Linked DNA regions of Mus musculus: regions 2 and 3 are each linked to region 1. A link is a contact called in public Hi-C data. All regions are on one chromosome and are shown on one strand. The core of a region is the stretch at or near the end of the contact, and the rest is flanking DNA. Distances in the headings are between cores, read along the strand shown.

Region 1 (3,801 bases), core at 842-3,341:
ATTTCTTCAAAATGTCCAATAAGTAATTTGGCTACTTTGGTTTAAGGGCCTAATATTCTGTATCCCTAAGCACCCTCCCCCCTAGTCTTCCAGGGCCAATAAACTCTAGCCCCTCCTCCAAGTCATGATCAGCCAAGACAGAGCCTTCTACAACGGGTGATGGGGATAGGCTGGATACTCAAGAGGGTCTCTGTGGAGAGCCGTGCCGCGAGCAATCGCCATTATAAGATGGCACTGGCCTGCGCTGTGCCTAACTAGTAAACAAGCCTTGTACGCAGGTGCGAGAGTTAACTCACGCCTAGTCACTGCCCATCTCGGGGCATAGTAATGGGGTGATGGGTGAGCAACGAATCAGGAGCTGACACGCCACATCAGGTGCTGAAACGCCATGGCTGAGGGCTATATAAGCTACGCCATTTTCCGGGGTCGGGGGTCTTCCCTCCTGAAGAAGCAATAAAGCTTGCCGCAGAAGAACTGGTGGTTGCGTCTTTCTTGCCAGTCGAGTGGGACTCAACAGGTCTCATCAATCAACACTTAATGGTCTGCTCTTTTGCAAATGGGTGCAGCTAACGCCCCAGGAGTATGGGATTTGGCTCAGAGGATGGTCCTTCGAAACACAAGTCCTCTGACTTCATACACAGTGGCATGTGTACACACACACACACACACACACACACACACACACACACACACATATATATATATGCACTATATATATATGCACTATATATATATATATATATATATGCAAAGAAAACACCCAAGGATTTTAGTTAAACTTATTCTTCACACTATATATATATATATACATATATATATATATATGCACTATATATATGCAAAAAAACCACCCAAGGATTTTAGTTAAACTTATTCTTCAAATTATAAATTATATTTTGTTTTCTGAGAACAAAGTTTCCAAAGGTTCAGAAAATAAAATTGTAGATTTATACTTAGCTAAAGGTAATCATTTAAATACCCAGTAAGAAAAAAAATATCTCTCTCCCTCTAACACCAGCCGCTTTGCCCATGGCTGGGGATGCAGCTGAGGGCCTTATACATGCTGGCCATGTGCTCGAGCATCAAGCTATTTCCTGATCCCTGGCAAAATGTCTTTAGTGCTGACACTCTTCAGAGAAGCCTAAGAGTGAGGATGTAAGGATCGTGCTTCAGGCCCATATTCTGGCATGTAAACCCAGGAGCAGCAGCCCGGAGGCCCTGCAGGGGCCAGTCCTGCCCTCCAATGCCTTCGGAGGCATGAATCTAATCCCAAATATCTCCATAGCACCACAGAAAAGGGCCATTCTATCAAGTATATTTGTGGTTACCTTAACCCATGTTTTAAATGATATGCTGCAAAATTTGCTGGGTTTATTATAAAATACCAAATTCAACTTTTGAACGAGTCATTTTATTGCACTTTCTGGTTTCGGTTAAGTTAAACATTGAACACAGCACTATTTTGAATTAGTTATTTACATTGAGATAAACGTTGCTCTGGCACCTCAGCTGGCCCTGTATTCCCTGTGTATCCTGGCCTCCGGGGGCTGGGACTGCAGTAAAGCGCCACACCCAGCTCTCCCTGCTCGCTTTACTGGTGAGAAATAACCCCCATGTGCTAAGCGTGGCTATCACCAAATCAGAACACCATATCTAATCATTGTCTGCTGTCCTCAACCTTTCATATCATACATCTTCCAAACTACAGGAAAGCAAACGCTTCCCCAACAGCGCAGTTTACAACCTTGAGCTCTATAGAGCGAAAGCACAGTTAGCCCGTCTAAAGTGCAGGGTTCGCCCTGGACCTCCTTAGGGGCAAGTCTTTGATTTTTCTGTGTGCAGTTAGCTTTTATGTCTCAGAATTTTTCACTTAAAAATGTGTCACACCTGAGAAAGACTGTGTTTCTCGTTTGCCCACTTGACCTTTTGAACACTTCAAGTCTTGCTTCACAGAGGACAAATCGAATTTATCTGTAAAAAAAAAAAAAAAAAAAAAAAAAAAAAGGGTGGGGTGGGGTGGGGGGAAGGGCTGAGAGAGCAGGAGCCAGAAAGTGAAAGCATGAGAGACTGAAGTCCACACTCCATGTCCACTGATTTTCATGTGGCAGTCAGGACCAACTCTCTTCTCTTTAATTTGTCCTCCTAGAGACCAGGGTTAGACACCCATCAGTGCTCTAGAAGGAGGTGAGTAACAAGGACCTGTGAGAACTAAGAGCAGGGCCCTAGGAAAAGCCCGCTGGACATTTGTAACCCCACGGGAAAACACGACTTTTGAAAAGCATCAAACTTTTTTTTTGAAAAGCTCCATTGAGCACGGTCTTTGGAGTTGATTTGGGGTTTAAACTTAGGGCAAGTGATATGTTGGCTAGAATTTCTTAAGGGATTTTTTTCCTTCAGGGAGACTCATAAGGCTTTCAAAGGTGCAGTGGGAGTTCCTTTACAGCAAGTTTCACCTGGGAGGCAGAGGCAGGAGGATTTCTGAGTTCGAGGCCAGCCTGGTATACAGAGTGAGTTCCAGGATAGCCAGGGCTACACAGAGAAACCCTATCTCGAAAACAAACAAACAAACAAAAAAAGTAAATTTTACTTCTAATTCTGAACTAGCATCTACCTTTTGTCATCCTCTTCACAAATTACCTTGGCTTTCTCTTGGTTTGATCAAGGTTTTGTCTAACCTGCCCCATACTAAATTCTTTCTAATCATTAGAATTATCCCAAACCAAGAAGGGCATTTGTAGCTTGTCCAGATTTCACAAGGTACCTTTGTAACAATGGAAGAAAGACTCTTGATAGATAACCTTTGTTCCCTTTGAACAAGCTGTGGTATTCCCACTGGTAATGTAAAGCGTATTTAAAATGCTTGGATTTAGGGCCAGCGAGGTGACTCATATGGTAGGAGAGGATAATGGAAGTCCTTGAGACCCACAGTAGAAGCAAAGAACTGACTGCCATTCAAAAGCTGCTCTCCAGCCTCCACCTGTGAAATACACACACACACACACACACACACACACACACATTACTACCACAACCGCCACCCACCAAACACACAGACCACACACCATAGATATACACACTAAATTTTTGAAATGGTTGTGTTTCTATTGCTATGTGCAAATTGGTACAGTGTGTAAATCCTGTGTGATTTGGGCAAGCAAATGTGTACTCTTCTTCTATTTATCATCTTTTAATGTGAAAGGTGACGCTACCTTGTCCATAGGTTGTTAAAAGCATCACTCTGTCGCTGTCTGAAGAGATACAGTGTATGTCGCCTAGAAAAGAATATGCCGTGCCTCTTCTGTTACACTTTCCCCACCATCCTGCACTCTGACTGCACAGCAATGATGCTGAGAAACTTAGTGACGGTGCTCAGTGAGAGAGTACACAGGAAGGGGCTGAGTCAGTGGGGGACTCAAGAATGACATTGTTGGGTGCTCATTGTATGACACTGTGAAAAGTGCTTTCTTCACATGCATTAAACTCATTTATTTTTCCACATTTATAGAATACTAATAACTGTATTTCATACATTTTAAAAATTACTTATATGATGATTTTTTTTTTTTACTCTACCAATTTAATTAATTGAGGTAGACTTTAAGGTCTCCAGAATCTTTTTCTTGTGTGATTCTGGGTGTGATTTATCCCGAAGTGGAATTTGCTGAGCTATGGAAGGCAGAGGGAAAGCTCAGTCATTGTTTTCTGAAGGTCATCTGGTGAAATGCCGTATTGGACAGAGAGAGGGGCCAGCCGGTTCTGGCTGTCTGCTTCCCTTGTTCCACATCCAAATATGCTTTTGAG
Region 2 (3,801 bases), core at 363-2,862, 120 kb before region 1:
TCATAGCTCCTCATAGTGATGGGTAGCTCCTCATAGTGATAGGTAACTCCTCATAGTGATGGGTAGTTCCTCATAGTGATGGGTAGCTCCTCATAGTGATGGGTCACTCCTCATAGTGATGGGTAGCTCCTCATAGTGATGGGTCACTCCTCATAGTGATGGGTAGCTCCTCATAGTGATGGGTCACTCCTCATAGTGATGGGTAGCTCCTCATAGTGATGGGTAGCTCCCTTTCCCCCTAACCCTGAAAGACCCTTTCTTGCTCTTGTCTACATTTTGTACAATGCCGATGTTTTTCTGCACAATATTCACAAAATCCTCCTGAGAGACTTTGATCTCATGATTTTGGGTCTTCTCATTTTAAAATATAACTTTTAAAAAGCCAGTCTTTCTCCGTGCTATACTTTAGTATCCGCAAAAGACTGGACCCAGGCCCCTACATGTATAAGAATCTGTGGTTGTTGGATCTCTTATATAAAATTGGCCAGTTTTGCACATTATCTATGAGTATTTTCCTTTATGCTTCAAGCCATTTCTATACTGCACCCAATATGTAAATTCTATGTAAATAATTGTATGATAATTCATAAGGAGTAGTGGCAAGGAAAACATCTCTCTACTGTTCAACACAGACACAACCATCTTGGACCTACTACATCCTGCATGCCAACAATTAAGTAAATTTTTTCAAGTATTTTCAATCCTCAGTTGATATGAATCTGTAGATGCAAATGCCATTGACAGAGTGAGCTGACTAGTACCACAGTGTAGAATCAACCTTTTACAGATAATGTGTATTCAGATTTGCTTTTAGAGACTGGGTTACTGGTTAGCCAAGGATAGCCTGGACTCACTCTATATCCCAGGCTGTCCCTGAACCTATGGTAATTCCCTTGCCTCAGCACCCAAAATGTTAGGATTACAGGAAACACCATACCTAGCTCAATTTACAACTTGCCTAGTCAAAGTACAAGTTTCATTTCTGAGTTTTCCACTTTCTTCTGACACTTAGCAATTCTTTTTACTTGGTTTCATGATTAGTTATGCATTACAAACATTCTATCATAGTTTGTCTAGAAGTCAACTGTCTGGAATGACTGAAGGGCTTCCATGGTTATTGTCCCTGGTTTTCTCATAATACCTAATCTAGTTTTTCTTATTAACAGAGCTTCAGGAAGTGACAGAGAGCTGCTGCTGTTGCTGCTGTTGCCCTCCTATGGCTGACCATGGCTACCTGGGTACTCCTCATCCTTCCTTGGGGCTCGTTATTTATTTAGGTTCAGCAAGGGCTGGCTACCTCTACCTCGTGGGTACATCATTACTCAGTTGTCTCTCAAGAGATGTTTAACAACAACAATATAAATAATGGACATATGAAGGCATGAAATTAAGTCTACATAAATTTCCTTGTTACTTCCTTCATGGGTGAAAGAATTCAGACACATCTATGGCCACAGCCAAGAGCAGAATTTCTCTGGGCTGCAGACCACAGTATGCCACCCCCTTCCTTCTCTTTCTTCATAAACAAAAACTTCCATTAACTCTGGAAGGTATCAGACAAATGCCCATTGTGCTGACCTGGCTTGACCCCTTTCAGAAAAAACTGCATACTTGTTAGAAATAATTTGCAGAGCTGTGATCCCAGCCAGCAACTGCACTCTGTGTTTTGCAAGCTCCTGCTGAGTAAAAACAAAACAAAACAAAACAAAAAAATGGTAGGCTTAATCTCATTGGTGAGAAAGTCAGACAATTTACATATAGTCCACAAGGTTCTATTGCTGGCTGACTGTGCAGAAAAACTCCAGGCAAACAACTTTTGTTCTTGGGGAGATCAAACTCTTACAGATTCACTCTCCCCTCCATCCAGGATGAGAAGCTAGTGCATAAGTTAGAAGGGTTTTCTAACAGAGGAGGGTCAGCAGAGGACACTTCACAGAGAACAGAAGTGAAATCAGATACTCTGACATCTTGAAGGGATCAGGAAACCAATACATTAAGACAGAGGTGGAATGCTGGGCTCTATCTCAGTGACCCTGAGCTAATTTCTGCTCTGTGGATTTAGATCTGCATTTGGTGCCAGAATGGAAGTCTCAAGATGTCCATGACATACAGGACATACCCAAAAAAACTGTACATTGTGACAAGGTGATGAATCCTGGTTAAAAATGATATTGCAGCGGAAAGTGAAAGAAACGGAATGACCCATTAAACGGAGACCACTTGGTATTTGGAAGGGTGGAGGCTGAAGACTTGTTCATCTCTTGTCTCCCAGAGAAAGAAAACGGTCCCCAGCCTGGAAAGAGAATGGTGGGTGGGTTTCAGAAATCTCTGGGGTTCCCAGGTAAGAGCATCCCTGCTTCTTTACAGGTGTTTCAGAGAAGCCCAGTGGTAACAGGGATGGAGTGCTACAGGCACAAGCTGCTAAGAACTGAGCCTTCCACTACAAACACCAGAAGCCTCAGCCAAGAGTCGAAGGACATCATCCCTAGCTTGGAACACTGAACACGATAAGAGGGTGCCCCATTGTGTTGAAGGCTCAGGAGCCCCTGAGAAAGTTCTGTCCTGTGTAAGATCCCTAAGGTTTCCTCATGACCAAAGGGACACGTTCCCATCCTAGTCATGAATAATGATATAAAAAGTAGAGGCCCAGGCTAAGATGTTGCTATAGTTTGACTGTCCCTACCAAAACTCATGTTGAGGTTTAATGCCCATTGTGAAGTAATAGACAGTGGGGACTTTAATAAATGACTAGGACACAAAGACTCAGCTTTCACGAATAATGTTAAATACATCCTTCTGTTCACACATTAATGGTTCTCTCAATAGTAAGTCTGTTGTAATATCAATCTGACACTGGATTTTGTGCCCTGTTGTGAAAACTTTCCCTGGGGAAACAAGAACAAATATTTATGTACCCTAGAGAAGGCAACCATGACAGACCAAAGTAACAATTCCACCTGAGTCTCGCTTGAAGCAATGAGTTTTCTGGACTTACTTATGAACATGGGTAAGTAGTCATACTACTGAAAAATCTCACCCCAGCATAGATATGACATCTCCACAATTGCACAGAGGAAGTCCCTCCTTCAGTTAGCTTTCAGTATACTCTCATGCCCTCCAGAAACCACAGGACCACTGTGCAGCCATAGGATAACTACAGCTGGGAAGGAGGGATAAGGAGCAGCTGAAGTCTCAGGCAGAGGCTGATGACTCTCTCCTCTTTCTAAGAGGACTACAGGTGTGATCACGAGGGTTGCTTGCAAGTAGACACAGCTGCTTCTGATGAAGATGGTAATAACTATTATGCACTCCCCTCCCCCTCTCTCTACACACACACACACACACACACACACACACACACACACACACACACACACACACACACACACACACACACACACACACACACACACACACACACACACACACACACACACACACACACACACACACACACACACACACACACACACACACACACACACACACACACACACACACACACACACACACACACACACACACACACACACACACACACACACACACCCCCCCCCCCTGTGCTATGCTGAGACTATGCAGTTCCTACCAGTAAGAAGATCTTCACCAATTGTAAGTCCTGGACCTTAAGCCCTCCTCATTTCCACAACTATGAGCTTGATAATCTTTATACTTTATACATCATCGATCTTTGCTATTCAGTTATAGCTACAGAAAGATTTAATTTGATATAGACTGTCTCTGTATGAAGTACCCAAGTGTGGCATTTGTAAACACAGCACCTTTTCCCTTCATGTGTAT
Region 3 (3,801 bases), core at 329-2,828, 68 kb before region 1:
TAGGAGAGTGGGAAGGGCTAGCCCTAAATGTTGGTAACCTCCGCTCTCTCTAGACTGCTTCTCTTGAATGTAGAAACAATCCATTTGACCACTTGGCACTCCCATCTCATTGTTTAGCTCAAAACAAAGATTTAAATGGAATTTTCACTCTGCTACACTTTTAAAAAATCGTTCTCACATGTTTGTCCCCGTGGCCGCAGAGTTGTATTAGGTACATGGTGCATGTCTAGCTGGGGAAAAATAGGGGGAAAAAAATCAATCATCAAATATGGGGTTTAGTCTCCACAAAGAATCATTTTGATGTTTCCAGAAGCTTTCCAGTACTGCGAGACTATGTGGACCAATGGCTTTCAATTAAATCACAGTGAAAACTCTTCGTGGCATAGACGCATTGTCCACCCTGTCTGCACAGCAGAGGATAAGAAGGGAGGATGGAGGATCAAGCAACTTGTAGGGGAGTAAGAACAGGGCAGGGAGGATTAGGAAGGCAGCAGCACTGCTCTGCAGCCGACCTCACTGTTTGGGAAGTGCTGTGGATGCACCCACCAAAGAGCACCAAGAGAGGACAAGGACAGAAGCAGCAAGGACAAGGACCACAGCCTCCACTGGAGTATTTGCAGTGATGGGCATTTTGCTAAGTGCTTTATACAGCCTTAGATTTAAGCCCTTCCCCCAAGCCGGAGGGAAGTAGTTACATTCCGTGTCTTTAGAGGAGACCCAGAGAAACTGATGGTGCCACAGGACTCTACCACATAACCAAGTGGCACGGATGCCACATTTGCCAGGTTATTCTCATTCCCACCTGTTCCATTAAACCGCTGCTCTTCAATAAGAATGGCTCATATGAGCTGAACAGAAAAGTATACAAAGGAGCTAACCTAGAAAATAGGTGTCTTAAACGAGGCTGGAGAGGCAGCTCAACCGGTACGATGCTTGCTGCACAGACGTGAAAACCTGAGTTTAATCCCCAGAACCTTAGAGAAAACACTGGACATGGTGACACACAGGTCAAGGCAAGTTGACAGACTTTGCTGGCCATCAGCCTAGTCTGCTCGGCAAACCCTAGGTTCAGTGAGAGATCCTGTCTCACAAAACAAAGGTAAAAGATTAAATAATGACATACAAGGTTGTCCTCTGGCCGCCATATGTACATGCATACATGTGAACATGCCCACCCACACACCAAGCATGCAGAACCACATGTGGAAACAAGACACATGCATGGAAACCCTGTGGGAACCTAGCCCACAGCCCAGCTCTTCAGCTCAGAAGATGACACTATCTCCCCCTCATCGCTCACCACAGCACGAGTTACATATTCCCAGAAATGAATGCTAAGGCCCTGCCCAAAAGTGTTCTTACAAAGGCTGTGGAATAATTTGTTCTGTACTCTCTTTCCTATTGACATAAAATCACAAGGGAGATTTTTCACTCACCAGAGAATCTGGGAGGCCAGCTCCTTCCACTTGAGGGATGAGGGTCCAGGGTTTCAGAGGCACCAGAAGCAAATGGAATGGGGGCCTGAAGTGTGGAGCTGAACTTCTGACCCAGCAGGCAGGAATAGGCTCTGTTATGCAACTATCATCTCCTCCCTTCAGTGTTTTGACTCAGAGCACATTTAAACCTCAGCATGGGGTAGGAAGGATGAAAGACCTTTTATGGATTCTTGAATTATAACAACAACAAAAAAATCCTCGCGGGGGCAATATGAGCAAAGCATACCACTACATGTGCATGTGAATAGCATAATGGGGTAGTGATACTAAAAGGAAAACATGGGAAAACCCAGCTTAAGTTGGGGATGGACAGAAAGCCAGCCTGCCCTAGGATCTGGCATTCTGACACTGTCCAAGGCAGACTTTCCCTAGAACAAGAGCTCAGTCTATTTGGCCATGGGAAAGGTGGCATTCTGCATATGAAGGTAGTTAGACTCCATCTCGCAGCATCAGGGCCATGTCTTGGCTCATCTGTATGTGGATCAAATAGCAGCAGATCCTACCCACTATCTTCAGATTGAGAGAACTTCCCCTGACTACCCAATACCTCAACCCCCTCAGTATTTATGCTTGGACCACACACAGCAAACACTGGCATGCTTGCTAATGCTATAAAAGACAGTGCTACTTAGTGCGAAGGGTCTGATGTCAACTGTGTGCCAGTCCTGAGACTGGCCAGTGGTGAGCTCTTTGGCAAGTTGCCCTCTCTTGCTTTCAGCTTTTCCATGTGTAAAACGGATACAAGGATACCTATCTTAAAGTTATCCTTCTGCAGAGTAAAGTATTATATTGGGAAAGGAGCTCACACAATGTCTGGAAAAAAAAGGGGGGGGGGATTCAATTATCCTCTTGCTCACTTATATAAAAGCAAAGTACCAAGACAAATAAACCAAGAGATTGGCTGATGTCGTGTTCAACTCATATCTCAACCCTTGCTGAACCATCCTAATTAGCAACATGAGTATGAATTTCTCAGGAGAACTGAAGTACAATCAATTCCACTTTCAAACCCAGTTCTTCAAGTTTTGAGACAAGTCTGTTCCCTCTCTTTTTGAAATCAAACGCCAGTGTTCTCCACACACCCAAGGATGAAGCCCCTCCATCTAATGGTAAGGAATATTAGATTTATGCACCTGTATCTTCTGACTGCTACTGAGAGGGATGCACTTACTCCATTTTAGAACAGTCAGCCATTTTAGGTTCCAAAAGGACAGGCTAAGCTTCTCAGAAAAACTGCAGAAAAGGGCAGCCAATCATCAGTTGCCCAGACATTAAGTCAGAGGCTTGCAACAGATAGAAAAAAGTCCCTATAAGGTAACCCTCTTTCCTTCAAGGTACAAACCAATCAGAAGTATTCAAATATCTCATACCATAAGCTCAACCAATCCTAGTGAAGGTGACCCAACTGCAACTGTAAAACCCCTAACTGGCTTTAAAAGGGGCCTGAGAGCTTGCTTTGGGGTCGCCATTTTGCTTGGGTGGTTGACCCCTCATGACAGAGCTGTTTCTGCACAATAAATGCTCCTCGTCTTTGCATACTATTTAAGTTTGGGGTCTTCTTTCAGAGATTCTCCGACCCTTACACTACAAGGCTCTGCCTCATCCTACAAAAGCCATGGTTAAGAACAGCTTGTCTTGTATCTCTAAAATCAGAATATGGATTTCAGGCTATAAAGAAATGTGCCAGGCTTTTGATAGATGAAGCCCTACTATCTGAATAAATTATTTAATATTGCTATTGGTAAGTTAGTGGGATGGCTTCTAGCCTCTGGGAGTAGAAAGACAAAGTCTTCCATGGTACTGCAAGAAGTTTGGCATTAGGGACTTGGGACAGCTTTGTCAAACACTTATATCTGATGTATGATTATTGCAGAAAGTATCATCAAGTTATACATTTATGAATAGAGCCCGAGGAAGGGCTGAGGCTATCTGGAGGCCCAGCCCATGCTTTGGGTCTAGGATGAGGAACTAGAGGATTCTGTGGCCCAAGAGGAAGGAATAAGGAGGGGAACTTTAGGGCTGAGGTGTGGTCAAGGATTCCGATGCATGGATAGTGTCTGGGTGATTGGGATATGGTGTATGTACAGAGCAAGTTTGCCCAGGGAACCCCTGAGACAACTTTGAGACATTTGTCGCCTTTACTTCCTTGGTTGGGTGTAGCCCACAGTAGTTTTTGAGGTCATTATAAATGAGACAGTTTCACTGGTATCTTTCTCAGGGTATTTTTCATTGGTATGCAGGAAGTGTATTGCTTTTTGTATGTTGATTTTATGAATGTCACTTTGTTGAAGTGTTTATCGCGTTG

Evidence for each region. Hi-C and Micro-C count contacts between places; a contact is called where the count stands out from the background.
Region 2: a contact with region 1 is called in a Hi-C map of liver, with 3 times the contacts expected there. The contact joins two enhancer-like sites. A contact is called at or near these places in 2 of 484 Hi-C or Micro-C datasets (liver and nephron progenitors), 4 of 115 datasets of contacts at active chromatin or transcription factors (the HPC-7 cell line, intestinal villus epithelium, pancreatic cancer cells and 1 more) and 1 of 9 other capture datasets (embryonic stem cells).
Region 3: a Hi-C map of liver shows a contact between it and region 1, with 3 times the contacts expected there. The contact joins two enhancer-like sites. A contact is called at or near these places in 3 of 484 Hi-C or Micro-C datasets (the HPC-7 cell line and liver) and 1 of 115 datasets of contacts at active chromatin or transcription factors (embryonic stem cells).

The regions. Positions count from the first base shown.
Region 1 is chr11:21,056,515-21,060,315 of GRCm38.p6, forward strand. No RefSeq gene overlaps it. Among named protein-coding and RNA genes, the nearest start is that of Peli1, 33 kb to the right of the region's middle. Within about 2 kb of position 2,092, at least 19 of the 459 cell types and tissues checked have an H3K27ac peak or open chromatin away from gene starts, as enhancers often do. A contact at or near this core is called in liver, where this site is marked.
Region 2 is chr11:20,933,214-20,937,014 of GRCm38.p6, forward strand. It overlaps Gm32293 (a long non-coding RNA gene), which reads left to right. Exons shown (of 7, transcript XR_872298.3): 2 at 1,167-1,238; 3 at 2,368-3,007. Among named protein-coding and RNA genes, the nearest start is that of Gm46273, 18 kb to the left of the region's middle. Within about 2 kb of position 1,613, at least 9 of the 459 cell types and tissues checked have an H3K27ac peak or open chromatin away from gene starts, as enhancers often do. A contact at or near this core is called in liver, where this site is marked.
Region 3 is chr11:20,989,278-20,993,078 of GRCm38.p6, forward strand. No RefSeq gene overlaps it. Among named protein-coding and RNA genes, the nearest start is that of Gm46273, 74 kb to the left of the region's middle. Within about 2 kb of position 1,579, at least 12 of the 459 cell types and tissues checked have an H3K27ac peak or open chromatin away from gene starts, as enhancers often do. A contact at or near this core is called in liver, where this site is marked.